Regions from separate parts of the Mus musculus genome. Here region 1 is linked to region 2. A link is a contact called in public promoter capture Hi-C data. All regions are on one chromosome and are shown on one strand. Each heading gives the region's core, a stretch centred on a gene start, on an enhancer-like site or on the middle of the called end of the contact. The rest is flanking DNA. Distances are from core to core; before and after follow the strand shown.

What was found. Promoter capture Hi-C pulls out the DNA fragments that hold promoters and counts their contacts.
Region 1: a promoter capture Hi-C map of pre-B cells shows a contact between it and region 2, with 5 times the contacts expected there. The contact joins the promoter of Utp23 here to the promoter of Ebag9 in region 2. A contact is called at or near these places in 1 of 39 promoter capture datasets (pre-B cells) and 2 of 484 Hi-C or Micro-C datasets (CD4 T cells and pre-B cells).

Annotation. Positions count from the first base shown.
Region 1 is chr15:51,875,092-51,881,370 of GRCm38.p6, reverse strand. It overlaps Utp23 (UTP23 small subunit processome component), which reads right to left and starts at 3,930. Exons shown (of 3, transcript NM_030132.5): 1 at 3,661-3,930; 2 at 181-355. The coding sequence starts at 3,848.
Region 2 is chr15:44,617,894-44,623,780 of GRCm38.p6, reverse strand. It overlaps Ebag9 (estrogen receptor-binding fragment-associated gene 9), which reads right to left and starts at 4,341. Exons shown (of 7, transcript NM_001357691.1): 1 at 3,874-4,341.

The DNA of each region.
Region 1 (6,279 bases), core at 2,681-5,180, 7.3 Mb before region 2:
TGAAACATGAATTAGCTAAGTGACTGGAATCCTCTCTAATACACCACAGTAAGTAAATAAATAGAACTTCAAACACTACATTATCTCTCCCACTTACTTTTCTTTGTACTGCAAACAGAGCTGCATGAAGTATATATAGAGGTAGTTAAAACTGCCTTACAGTTTTGAAAGTAACATTACCTGTGTGGCCACAAAATAATGATGAGGGTTCCCCTCATCCACCATGGACAGGAGACATTCAGACCCACTCACTGGGCTCTTGAAATGAGGACAGTTTCGAACCTGGCATTTCTGTGCAATCAGTTTTGCTCCATATAATTCCTTTCCCAGTGTTTCTAACTCCTTTAACACACATCTGGGGAGAAAAAAGTCATTCAGAGTCCAGAATCACAACCAATACATTCCTTCTGTTTATACAAAGCAAGCATAAACACAATACTCAAGTTTTTAAGGTGGAAAAACTATTCCATAAAAATGTGACGGGGGAACGCCAGGGCCAAGAAGTGGGAGTGGGTGGGTAGGGGAGTGGGGCGGGGGGGGGGGGGGAGGGTCTGGGGGACTTTTGGGATAGCATTTGAAACGTAAATGAAATAAATACCTAATTAAAAAAATAAAAAAATGTGGATTTATAGCACGGTTGCCATTTTCTTCTTAAATGAAAACTTTAAAAATACATACTCCAAGCAGAAAGAATACCAATGTCAGAGTACACTAAGCATTTGTGTACAGGAAGCATGCAAGTTGTTTTTCGCATATACTATTGCTTAACCTCAAATGTATAATAAAGCTACATGATTAACTGAATTAAATTTCTAACTTATCCTCAAATCTCTACCTCTTACAGATGGACCAGATACAATGAGCCTTCCAGATACTGAAGAGGACTCCAGGTCACTATTACAACTTCAAAAATCACTAACACAGAATCAACAACAACTTATGTATCCTGTTTGAATCCTGATTTTAAAAAATAAACAAATGAAAAATAAGAAAAAAAAGTTTGTTTTTTTAATTGTAGGAGCCAGAATGGTTGATGAGACCAGGAGAAAATGGCCCACAGAGTCAACTAAGCAGGGTTCATGGTGCTGGCTCACAGAGACTAAAGCAGCATGGTGGTGTAGCTTGTTGTCTTGTGAAACTTCTAATAGTGGGAACACATATGTCTTTGAGTCTTTCACCTGCTCTTGGGGCTCTTTTCCACCTGTTGGGTTACCTCCTCCTGTCTTGATGAGGGTTTGTGTCTAGTCTAATTTCATCTAGGCCCTGTTCCGTTGATATCCCTGGGAGGCCTGCCCTTTTCTGAAGAGAAAGAGAGGAACAGTGGATTTTGTGGGATGAGGGAATAAGGGAACTGTAGTTGGGATGTATTGTATTGAGAGAAGAATTATTTTTTTTTAAAGTTTTTTCATGACAAACAGCAAAGAATGACAAACAGATGTGTGAGGAGGTGGGGAAGAGACGGGGACAACAAGAATGGGCTTTCTGGGACCAGCAAATGCTGGGTATCAGGGTCTTCAATCTTGTGTTGGTTGACAAATTCCCAAAGTAGCTGGGTGGTGGTTGTGCACACCTTTAATCTCAGCACCTGGGAGGCAGAGGCAGAGAGAGGGGCAGAGGGGCAGAGGGGCAGAAGCAGAAAGAAGCAGAGGCAGGTGATCTCTGAGTTTGAGGCCAGCCTGGTCTATAGAGCATGTTTCAGAACAGCCAGGGCTACACAGAGAAATCTTGTATAAAACAAACAAACAAAAAACCAAAACAACAACAACAAAAAACCAACCAACTAAACAAACAAAATCCCAAACCACAAAAAAAACAAAAATTCCCAAAGTTAAGTGGTTGTTGTCCTTTCTCTTCTTCCTCCTTGAGAATGGCTCTTGCCAGGCCTTCTTCAAACTCATGGTACTCCTCCTGACTCAGCCTTGCAGAGTATTTGTATCACAGGTGTAACCTCCCTTGAGTGACTCCGTAGTTGAAGTCCTTGGGGAACTATGACATGTACATGTAGTACTTCCCGCCTGGTTGTATCACAGCACGGGACTGTTAGTATTGGTATGGCACGTGGGAGGAAACAAACTACTTACATTCAGAAGCAGCTAATCCAGGGACAGAGGCTGTTAAAAGCTGTACAGGCAGCTCCTAAGGCTAAAGGGATCATATTTAAAAGTTTGTGTGTGTTGGGCTGGGTGATGGTGGTGCCACACACCTTTAATCCCAGATTTCAGAAGGCAGAGGCAGGAGAATCTCTGAGTTCAAGGCCATCCTGATATACAAAGTGAGTTCCAGGGCAGCCAGGGATACACAGGGAAACCCTGTTTTGAAACCATCACCTAGACTCCAAAAAAAAAAAAAATTTTTTTTATGTATATGTGGGTGGTTAGCTGTAGAGGCCAGAAGAGGGTGTTGGAGCCCCTGGAGCTGGAGTTACAAGCAGTTGTGAGACCCCTGACAGTGATGCTAGGAACCATCTCAGGTCCTCTGGAAGGGCAGGAAGCATGCTTAACAACTGAGCCATCTTTCCAGCCTGAGATTAAAACTTTGAGGTTATCTGCAACTCGGAAAGAGCATTACTTAAGAAATTCTAAATGTGGAAGGCTGTTTACTGCAAAGTAGAACATGAACAGCACACGTCACGGCTTGACTCGGACAAATGTATAAAGAACACCTTAACTGGCTATTTGTAAGCTGTAGTTGAACTCAATTTATTTACTTAAATAAATATTCCACAAAAACTACTAAAATTCTTATTCATGGTCTAGCTTCAGTTTACCTTTTCCCTATTTTCATGTCCCATAATATTAGATATAATATATATCTTCAAGTCCCAAAATTAAATATGGTTCAGGCATCAACCAATTCTATTTGTTCAAAAGTTCTCTAAAACAATAACATTACTATTTCTATCATTGAAAACAGACATTTCCTCCTCAGTTCTAAACAAGCCTCAGAGGGGGTCGAACATCGATTCTATGAGACCTTTTAAAATAACCCCCACCCGCACCCCCCACGCCCACCCCTCTCACACACTCCTGCTCCCGGGTGTGCTACCCTAGGTGTGCTCTCTTACATGAAGTGAGGAGGCACAGATGTGGAGTGAAAAACAGCCATCAGGAGTTGACTTTACAGCCCATGAAGGCTAAGGCTAGGCCTTCGTCTTGCCCACTAAGGTGTCCTCAGGGTCTGGAGCAGTGATTGCCATTTGGTTGGTACTTTAAAAATGGCCTTGGGTAAAGTTTTTAATATCTCCAGCCTTGACTTCTTTTCCTAGGAATTGAAGATAAAACCTCACTGGCAGTTGGAAGGCTTGAAAACCTTTGGGTTATAAGTAACAACCGCCACAGAATGGGTGTTAGCTTTTGGATGTTGAGAAATGTCCAATGTAAATGATACCTCACGTGACTTTATATCAACTTTGAAGAAGTTATGCTCTCTACAGCTACACCATTTCTTGCCTGAGACCACACAGCTGGTTTTAATTGGAACCAGAAGTCCAAGTCAGGTCCACATGTTACCTGTTCTGATTTTTCTCAGAAATAACTGAATATTCACAAGGCACAGTACCATCTGCCTGACTTTTCGGTCAGTCGCGGCCCAAGGTAACCGACTTGGTTGGCACCGTGGAGAACTCTGGGCCACACCCGCGACCCCGCCCCGCAGACCCACCTCGTGGTGCACAGCTGGGTCTCTCCCATAAGGTAGCGGGGCAGCTGGTCCCGCAGCTGGATGCGACCCCGCAGCGCCGCCTGGCAGAAAGTGCCATCCAGAAGGATCTGGTAGGGCTCGCGGACTCCGAAATTGTTGCGGAAAAAGCCGAGATGCTTCTTGGCGTGTTTCTGCCTGGTGATCTTCATGCCTGTTTAAGCCACCGGACTCACCGGCACCAGCCTCACTTCCGCACTCCTAGAAATTTGTATTTCCCGGAACGAAGCCCCTTCGACCCGGAAGTACACTCCCTTATTTCCACAGCCCGCCTCTCGGATTCTGTAGTTCGCAAAGGAACGACCACTCCCACTTCCTAGCGCGAGCTTTAGGGGGCGGAGCTTTCTGTGCAGAGGAGCCTCGGAGTGCGCAAATTGGCGCAGGTTGGCACATGCACACTCGCGAGCTGGACTAATAGTCCTTGCTTTGTGTAGCTCTTTGCCTGACACTTAGGAAGTCTCTAAAAGACTAGTAATATGAAAATAACTAATTATGGTACCATTGACCCAGGCACTTTGTAACTTGCCATTCACTATGTATCATTCCCAAGAATGTTTTTAGTTTCCAAGTGAAGAAAATGAGCCAAGGTTGGACGACCTTAACTTGGGAGGTTTTGCTGGTCTTCAAGGAAGCAAAGGGCACGTGGTTCCTAAGCGTCTGGAGCTCACACTGACTCCTTGATGTTCACGGGTATTTTACAACACCTTACGAATGAACTGATTCTATGGTAAAAAGGTGTTACCCAAATTGACAGCACAGTCTCTAACTCATCCTGGAGAACCCAATTGACATAAATTTGCTGGTTGTGGTGGCGTACACATCTTTAATCCCAGGAGGCAGAGGCAAGAAGGTTTCTGAGTTCCAGGACAGCCTGATCTTCATAGTGAGTTCCAAAGCAGCCAGAGTTACACATTGAGATCTTCTCTTGGAAAACAAATAAACTAAACAGCCAAATTAATATTTAAAAAAAGGATTTCCATAGTGTGGCCAAACGGAGGTGCCAGTCATTATGACAGTCAATCTCTGAGGTCCTGAAGTGAAATTAAAGTGTACATAGGTAGCCAGGGACATGAATATCTAACTCATTGGTTCTCAACCTGCCTAATATAGCCCTTTAATATATTTCCTCAAGTGTGGTGTGTGTCAATCATAAAATCAATTTCATTGCTACTTCATAACTGTAACATTGTTGCTGCTATGATTCATAATGCCAATATCTGCGTTTTCTGATGGTATTAGGAGACCCTGTGAAAGAGTCTTTTGAACCTCAAGGGCTCAGGACCCACAGGTTGAGAAATGCTGAATTCTAACCAACCTTGGTTAATATGTGGCACTGTCCATCATTTTTTAAGACTTTGGTCCTACCCTGGAAGGTGTTCTAAGAAGGCATTAAGACTGGGAAATCTCTTTCCCAGAAGACAAATTAAATTCCCTCTTGGTGTCAGGCTCTGCGTCTTTTCCTTCTTCCAGCATGAAATTGCCATTTCTTAGGGTCAGTTGTTTCAATTTGAGGGACACGAAAGAATATCTTCAAGTTCTGCTGGGCCAGTTACAGAGCCATTATTTGTATCTTCTCATCCCAAAGCCAAGCCTGAGTGCCTCAGTGTTTTAGGAGAATTTCCAAGAGTTTCATTTCCCGAAAGTTTGTTGAGTTGGAGGCCTGATCTCAATTTCATAGACGTTTTTCTGTCCGGAGTTTCTAACATAGGAAAAATACATACTGGGTTAAAATTGAAAGACACACACACACACACACACACACACACACACACACCCCTAATTTAAATACTTTCGAAGTTACTTAACCAATTTAGTTAAATGAAGACAATGAATAAGGAGTTTTCAAATTTGATTAACTGTGTAGGGTATCCACTCTAAGGTAAAAGAATCAAAGACTGGAGAGTATGGAGTTTGCATTTTTGTCTCTGGCTGGAATCTGTCCCAGATCTAGTCTTGGCCAATTTGGCCAAAGATTGAAGGAACTTTTTTTTTTTAATGACTTATAATGTGATTGAAATGTATTGCTTGCATTTGGCCCTTTATTTCAATTTATAGGTTTATGGAATTGAACTAAGGTACTCTATAAAGTCAGTCCTGACCTGAAACCCAGTACTACCATGAGATGGCTGCTTTCATTTAATGGAAAATAAAATTAGGGGTTTGAAATCATGAGATGCTGTAGAAGGGCTGGTTTCATAGTCCTTAAGCATAATTGTCAGTATTTTCTACTTTAATCCTTCCTTTATCCCTGTATGCACACTCTCTGCCCTGAATGGACTCTCATGACAAAGAAATATCATCCCAACCTCGTAAAACAATTAAAAGCTTTAAAAACAAAAAACAAAAAAAAAAGACTTTCTTTCTACCTAGATCTAACTTCTAGTCACTTTTTAGTTCTAAAAAGATATGGGATGCCACTAAAAATTTGAATCATATTCTAGGGTGTTTTGTTGTTGTTGTTATTGTTTTTTATTTTAATTTGCGGAACTACATCATAGTCTTTTCCAAGTTCTATGTTTGACTGCCAATTTGCACACTTATCCTTCTTACCAAGTACAAGAGAGCCTTGTAACAGTGATCATC
Region 2 (5,887 bases), core at 3,092-5,591:
TGAAGCAGGTTGAAAATTAAACAGTAGAAAGTAGTAATAACCTGTAATGATGGGAGAGGAAGTATAAACACATTAGGAAACTGAGCTCTATTCCTCATCCTCAGTGGTAGCGATACTATTTGCTTTGTTTATATATAGTTTATATGTAGTTTATATATATAGTTTATATATTATATAAAAGTTCAACACACTACCAAACAGTAAAGAAAAGAAAGAAAACAAGAAATTAAAAAACAAAACAAACAAACAAATAAACAACCCCACACTAACTGTCATGGTCCCTGCCCTTGATCACTCTGTAGTCACTAACTGGCAGTTTCTTGTGAAGAAAAGCACGCAAGTACTTCCTGTTTCTAGGGTTAATAGCGGAACACAGACTATAAAATTACAATGGCAAGCTCCACAAGGTTCCTTAGCAATACTCTTGTATTTTTGTACACATCAAGACTATCTTTCTTTTTTTATTATCTTACTTATTCACTATACATCAGGCTCACTGCCTGTTTCCAGTCAACACTTCCACAATGCTTCCTCCATCCCCCTCCCTTCTCTGAGCAGGTGGGAGCCTCCCTGGGTATTCCCCCACCCTGGTGAATCAAGCCTCTTCCAGGCTACACTCATCCTTTCCCACCGAGGCCAGACAAGGCAGCCCAGCTAGAAGAACATATCCACGTACAAGCAACAACTTTGGGGATATGCTGCCCTCCAGTTTTTCAGGACCACACAAAGATCAAACTGCGTATCTGTTACATATGTGTGAGGCAGAGACTCAACCCAAACCAAACTGAATGATTTACTCAATGTCTAAGGCAGAAGGGGGCTCTGAGAGGGTACAAAAAATTGAATCAAAAGCATATTAACAATTTCCTTCTTCAAGTAATATAAATATTTCTGACAAATACATCCCCAAGGTGGTTTACTTGATTTCAAAAATGCAACAAAGCTGACTCTCTCAAAGCATGGTTGTTTCCCACTACCAATGGTGTTGGCTAGGTATGTTATTATTACTTCCTAAAGGAACAGTTTCTTCCTTTTTTTTTAATTAGGTATTTTCCTCATTTACATTTCCAATGCTATCCCAAAAGTCCCCCATACCGTCCCCGTTACTCCCCTACCCACCCACTCCCCCTTTTTGGCCCTGGCGTTCCCCTGTATTGGGGCATATAAAGTTTGCGTGTCCAATGGGCCTCTCTTTCCAGTGATGGCCGACTAGGCCATCTTTTGATACATATGCAGCTAGAGTCAAGAGCTCTGGGGTACTGGTTAGTTCATAATGTTGAAAGGAACAGTTTCTTAATCCCATTGTTTTTCTATTGAGAAGGTTAACATTTTCTATTTTATACTACAGTAATATCTATATACTGTACTTTCCCTAAACAATACTTCTCTAGAGGGTTTTTAACCCTTTATATTCAGTTACCATTTGCAAAGTAAAACTTGAAAGAAATGACTGATTCCTCACTAGAAGTAGAATAAACTAAACAAGTAGAATGATAACTGACGGCTTCATTTAAAGCTCATTTGTCAACAAAACAAAAAGCAATTTTCCCAAGGAGAGTGTAAATATAGCATTCGTGCATGCTCTCCATGGGAAAATGGATGGAACTGAAGACCACAGTGTTGGACAAAATAAGCTAGAGTCAGAAAGGTAAAGACAGTATTTTGTCCTCATTTGTAAAAGCTAGATTTCTAATACAATACATGAAAATAGGGTACTGTTTGACAAGAAAAGGACCAGACGGAGAACAAGAAACACTAATGGGAGGAAGGAGGTGAGCTAATTACATTATCTGGGGAAATGAAATATAATGAAAACCAATATTGTGTACAGTATATGCAAATATATACTATTAAAATTCAGCACAAACTGTTAAAAATATAATTAATTTTCAGAAACAAAATATAAAAGGTAGCTAACAGATGTATGGCATATAGCACTGGAAAAGAAAATACAGGCAAAGAGATACTCCAGCAAGATTTTTTGACAAAAAAAAAAAAAAAAAAACCACATTTAATATTTTGGGACTGTGCAGAGGGTTTAGTGTTAGGCTAAGAATGAAATTTCATGCAGAGCCTTGGCAGCTACTGCCATTCCCTTCTCAACTATCCTTAAGTGTCATTACTCAGTCAGTACCTATCACCTTGAATGGCTCCAACAAAATGTAGAAATAAAATTTCAAGTTTAAGTGGAAAAGCAGAAAGCCAGATTATTATTGATAACAGAACAGAATGCCACCATAGCTATTAACAATATCTGAATTCTGTGATAAATCTGCTTCTGTAATGAGTGAATCCTAAAATTCACTGACCATCTATTATGAATCAAGCACTATCTAAACAGTAGCTAACTGCATCCACAGATATTAATGCCGTCCATTCACGTAACAGCAGCGGTGTAAGCACAAGTTCTCAAGCTCCTACAACTGCTTGCATTCAAACCTACATCCATTTCATCTGAGAGCTATGAAAACCTAGTCAGGAACATTCTTGGGAATCAAGGAAGATTTAAGTTCTAAGCAGTTTCACTAAATGTGGGAAATGTAAGCAAACTACCAAAGCAGCACTTTGTCAATGACAGGGATTTGTAGACACGTGTAATTCAGGACTTGTGCATATGGCATATGCTACAGCGCAGTAGAAGGAACATAGATTAGCACCACCTATGTAACACATGTGCACTGACACCAGGAAACACTTCCTGCACTGGGGCACCCACTGCTACTCAACCACTATCTGGAGTTTCTTTCTACATTTGCTTTTATTCAAAGGAAAAAGAGCCTAGAAGGGCAGGACCCCACCAGTGTGGTTTAGTTTGTTATCTCTACATCTTAGCCAATGACAGCATTTAGGTGGTCCAATATTTCTTGAATTAAAAATTAAAAACTTAACATTCCTTGGGCCCTTAACATGTTCAGAATTTAGTTCAATAGTTTCACCATTCCTATATAATGGATAAGGCCTATAAATGGTCTGAGTAATTTAAACAGGTTAAATCAGCAGTGGCTGGAGGAGGGGAATCCTAAGGCCCTGATTCTGTTTCAAACGATTTCAATTTTATACATATCACTACAGTCTGATTTCTAAAACACCTATAGATTCTCAATTAGGAAAACACTTACTTGGAGCTACTTTGCAATTTGGGTGTTTTAAAATGCTTTCTAGAACTGGACAATATTGAAATAACCTACCAAAATACTCAAATTTTAAAAACGAAAATGACTAAGAAAATGCAGAAACTTTATGCCAGAGAAATAATTTTGAAGAAATGGCATTTCCAATTAAACAATAGGAAGAAGAGCTCTGTTGTGACAACTAAGAAAGATTTCCCTATAAGGGAGGAAGGCATAAAGAAAAAGAATCCTGCATGACGTGGTCAATCTGTCCTTGTGCTCAATTTCTTCAGATCCTGGAGTATACATCAATTAAACTATAATTCATTAAGCCAAGCCAGGTGATACTCATTAAACGAGTCATCAAATGCTGTCCTAATCCTGCATTTCTAAGTCTATACAATTACTTGAAAGTCCCACGACCTACGAAAGCACAGAATATACTCAAATTAGGTCTGTGACTCGCTAAAGTTAAATATCATAAAGCTCCCAAATAAAAATCTACCTGAACTCAAACATGACAAGGAAGGGTCAACACCGGAGGCATGTAAGCAAAAGCAGAAGTGCAGTTTTGGAAAGCTGGTGGTAAAAACCGAACATTCTGTACCATCAGGCCTTCGAATTTGACACCCCGGGGACTGTTAGTTAACCAAGGTGGGTTAAGATCTTCTGAATGACTCAACGGTGAGTCTCATAACTAAAATAATTTTCACTTTCAGATTACCCACCTAGAACTTGCTGGCGGAAAAAAAAAAAATCATACCCACTGCACAGATGAGCAAAACAACACACACGCGAGCTTTCTGGTTACGCAATCCCACGCCCGGTGGCGGGCGGCATGTGAGGCGTTCTAAACTGCTGAAGGTGGGAGCCGGGTGGGATGGGGTTTGGATGTTGGGCAGATCGGCCCCGAGAGGTGCGAGGCCCGTAGAGGAGGGCAGGAAGGCGGCACATTGCCCTTGGGAAAGACTGAACGTGGGGTTTTTCCGGGTCGGCAGCTCCCAGGCGGGACGCCCGTGCGGGACCGCAGCATAGCGAGGGGACAGGGACGAGCCGGTTCCAAGCCACGCTCGGCTCTCCCCACAGGTCACCCTGACCCGGAAACAGTACCCCAGAGTGGTGGCTCGGCGAGTGGGAGGTCGAGGTAGAGGGCCGAAGAGAAAGGCGGGAGGGCAGGAAGTACGGGGCGACCCAGAGGGTGACCGGGAAGCGCGGCCACCAGCCGCAGGCCGGACCGGGTCAGGAGGCGGGTGGGTAGAGAAAAAGCCCCTCGCGGGCGCGCGCAGGCCGCACACACTCACCTGCCCCTCCCCCTCCCCGCCCGCCCGGCGGAGGCTCCGAGCTGCCGCGGGCCACGCGCGCTCACGAGGCGCGCGCGCGCACAGCCGCTGTCTGCCTCGAGCTCGCGCTCCGCCAGCTCAGTCCCAGCTCCGCTCATTCAAAGCCGGGCGCGCGCTCCGTCGCAGCCGCCGTGGCCGCCGCGCAGCCGCCATGGCCGCCCCTTCTCCAAAAACCCGCCCGGACCCCGCCCTAGCTCCGCCCTGGCCCCGCCCGTTTCCCCGCCCAGACCCTGTCTCCAGGCTCTGGCTTCCGCACTCTGCCTCTCGTACTTCTGGCCCAATAGAGGATAGATACGTCATTGACGTGCAAGTCGCAAGCCAATGAGTGCATAGGGGCGTGGTTAGTCGGGACAGTGCAACTGCTTTGGCCTTTTGTTAATAGTAGTGTGTTGGGTTTTTTTTTGTCCTGGAGCAACTGGGCTCCTGCCAAGTTGTTTTCCTTTCCTCCTTTGTAGATTAGTGTCTCGCCTGTGACCAAGTCTCCTGTTCCATCCTTAAACCTGTCTGCTAGATGGGGCCAAGGCGAAACTGCATCTAGATTGTGAAACATTGGCGAAGCCTCTCTGTCTCAAAATGATTTGGGTGTGACTAGGACAGACCCCAATTACTGCTGGACCTGAGACGTTTACACGTCTCTTTCAGAATTTATCTGGCTCTGTTTAAATCTTAGTCCAGTTTTTAACTGAAAGTAAGGCGGGTGATTCTTCTAGGTCCCTCCTTATATCCTGCATCAGGGGCTAGCCTTTTTACCCAGCTCTTGTCTTTTTGGGGTTCTCTCTTGCAATCGGATATTTTTCTGCTGTTTGATTGACTTTTGGTTTTTATTTTTTATTGTACATGTTACTTTGTTCCATAAAAATGCTTTCATTTAAGGAAACATTGTAACTTGAACAGATACAACCTCCTACCCCCTTTTTTTCCTCCCACCGCTGATAGATCCTTGTTCTTCTAGACAGTTTCACTTCTACGTTTATACATACATATGTATGTATGTATGTACACAAGCATATTCTTTTCATGTTTTCTTTTCTTTTTCTATCTTGTGTGCTTGTAAAAATCCGAGTTTATTGTTCTGTTGGACTAAGAATTCTTAAGAAGCTACTATTAGGAAGTGGCTGGCAAGGGAGTGTGTGTGTGTGTGTGTGTGTGTACATATATTTGTGTTTATGATATATCGAAAAGTTGAAAGCAGTTTTTTCAAATTCTTCCTCAACTAGCCTTTCCTTCCTATTCCTTTTTAAAGATTCAGCTGCCTTTGTTCTCTCACCATGATTCGTCTATCCATGTAACCTGAAATATTCTACCCCCCACCCTCTTCACTGCAATCTGCTCCATATTTTTATTACTATTTATTGTGCTTTATTTTCTTTGAGAAAGGTTCTTGCAATCCTGAAACTTAAGCCCCTCCTGCCTCAGCTTCTACAGCATTCTGAGATT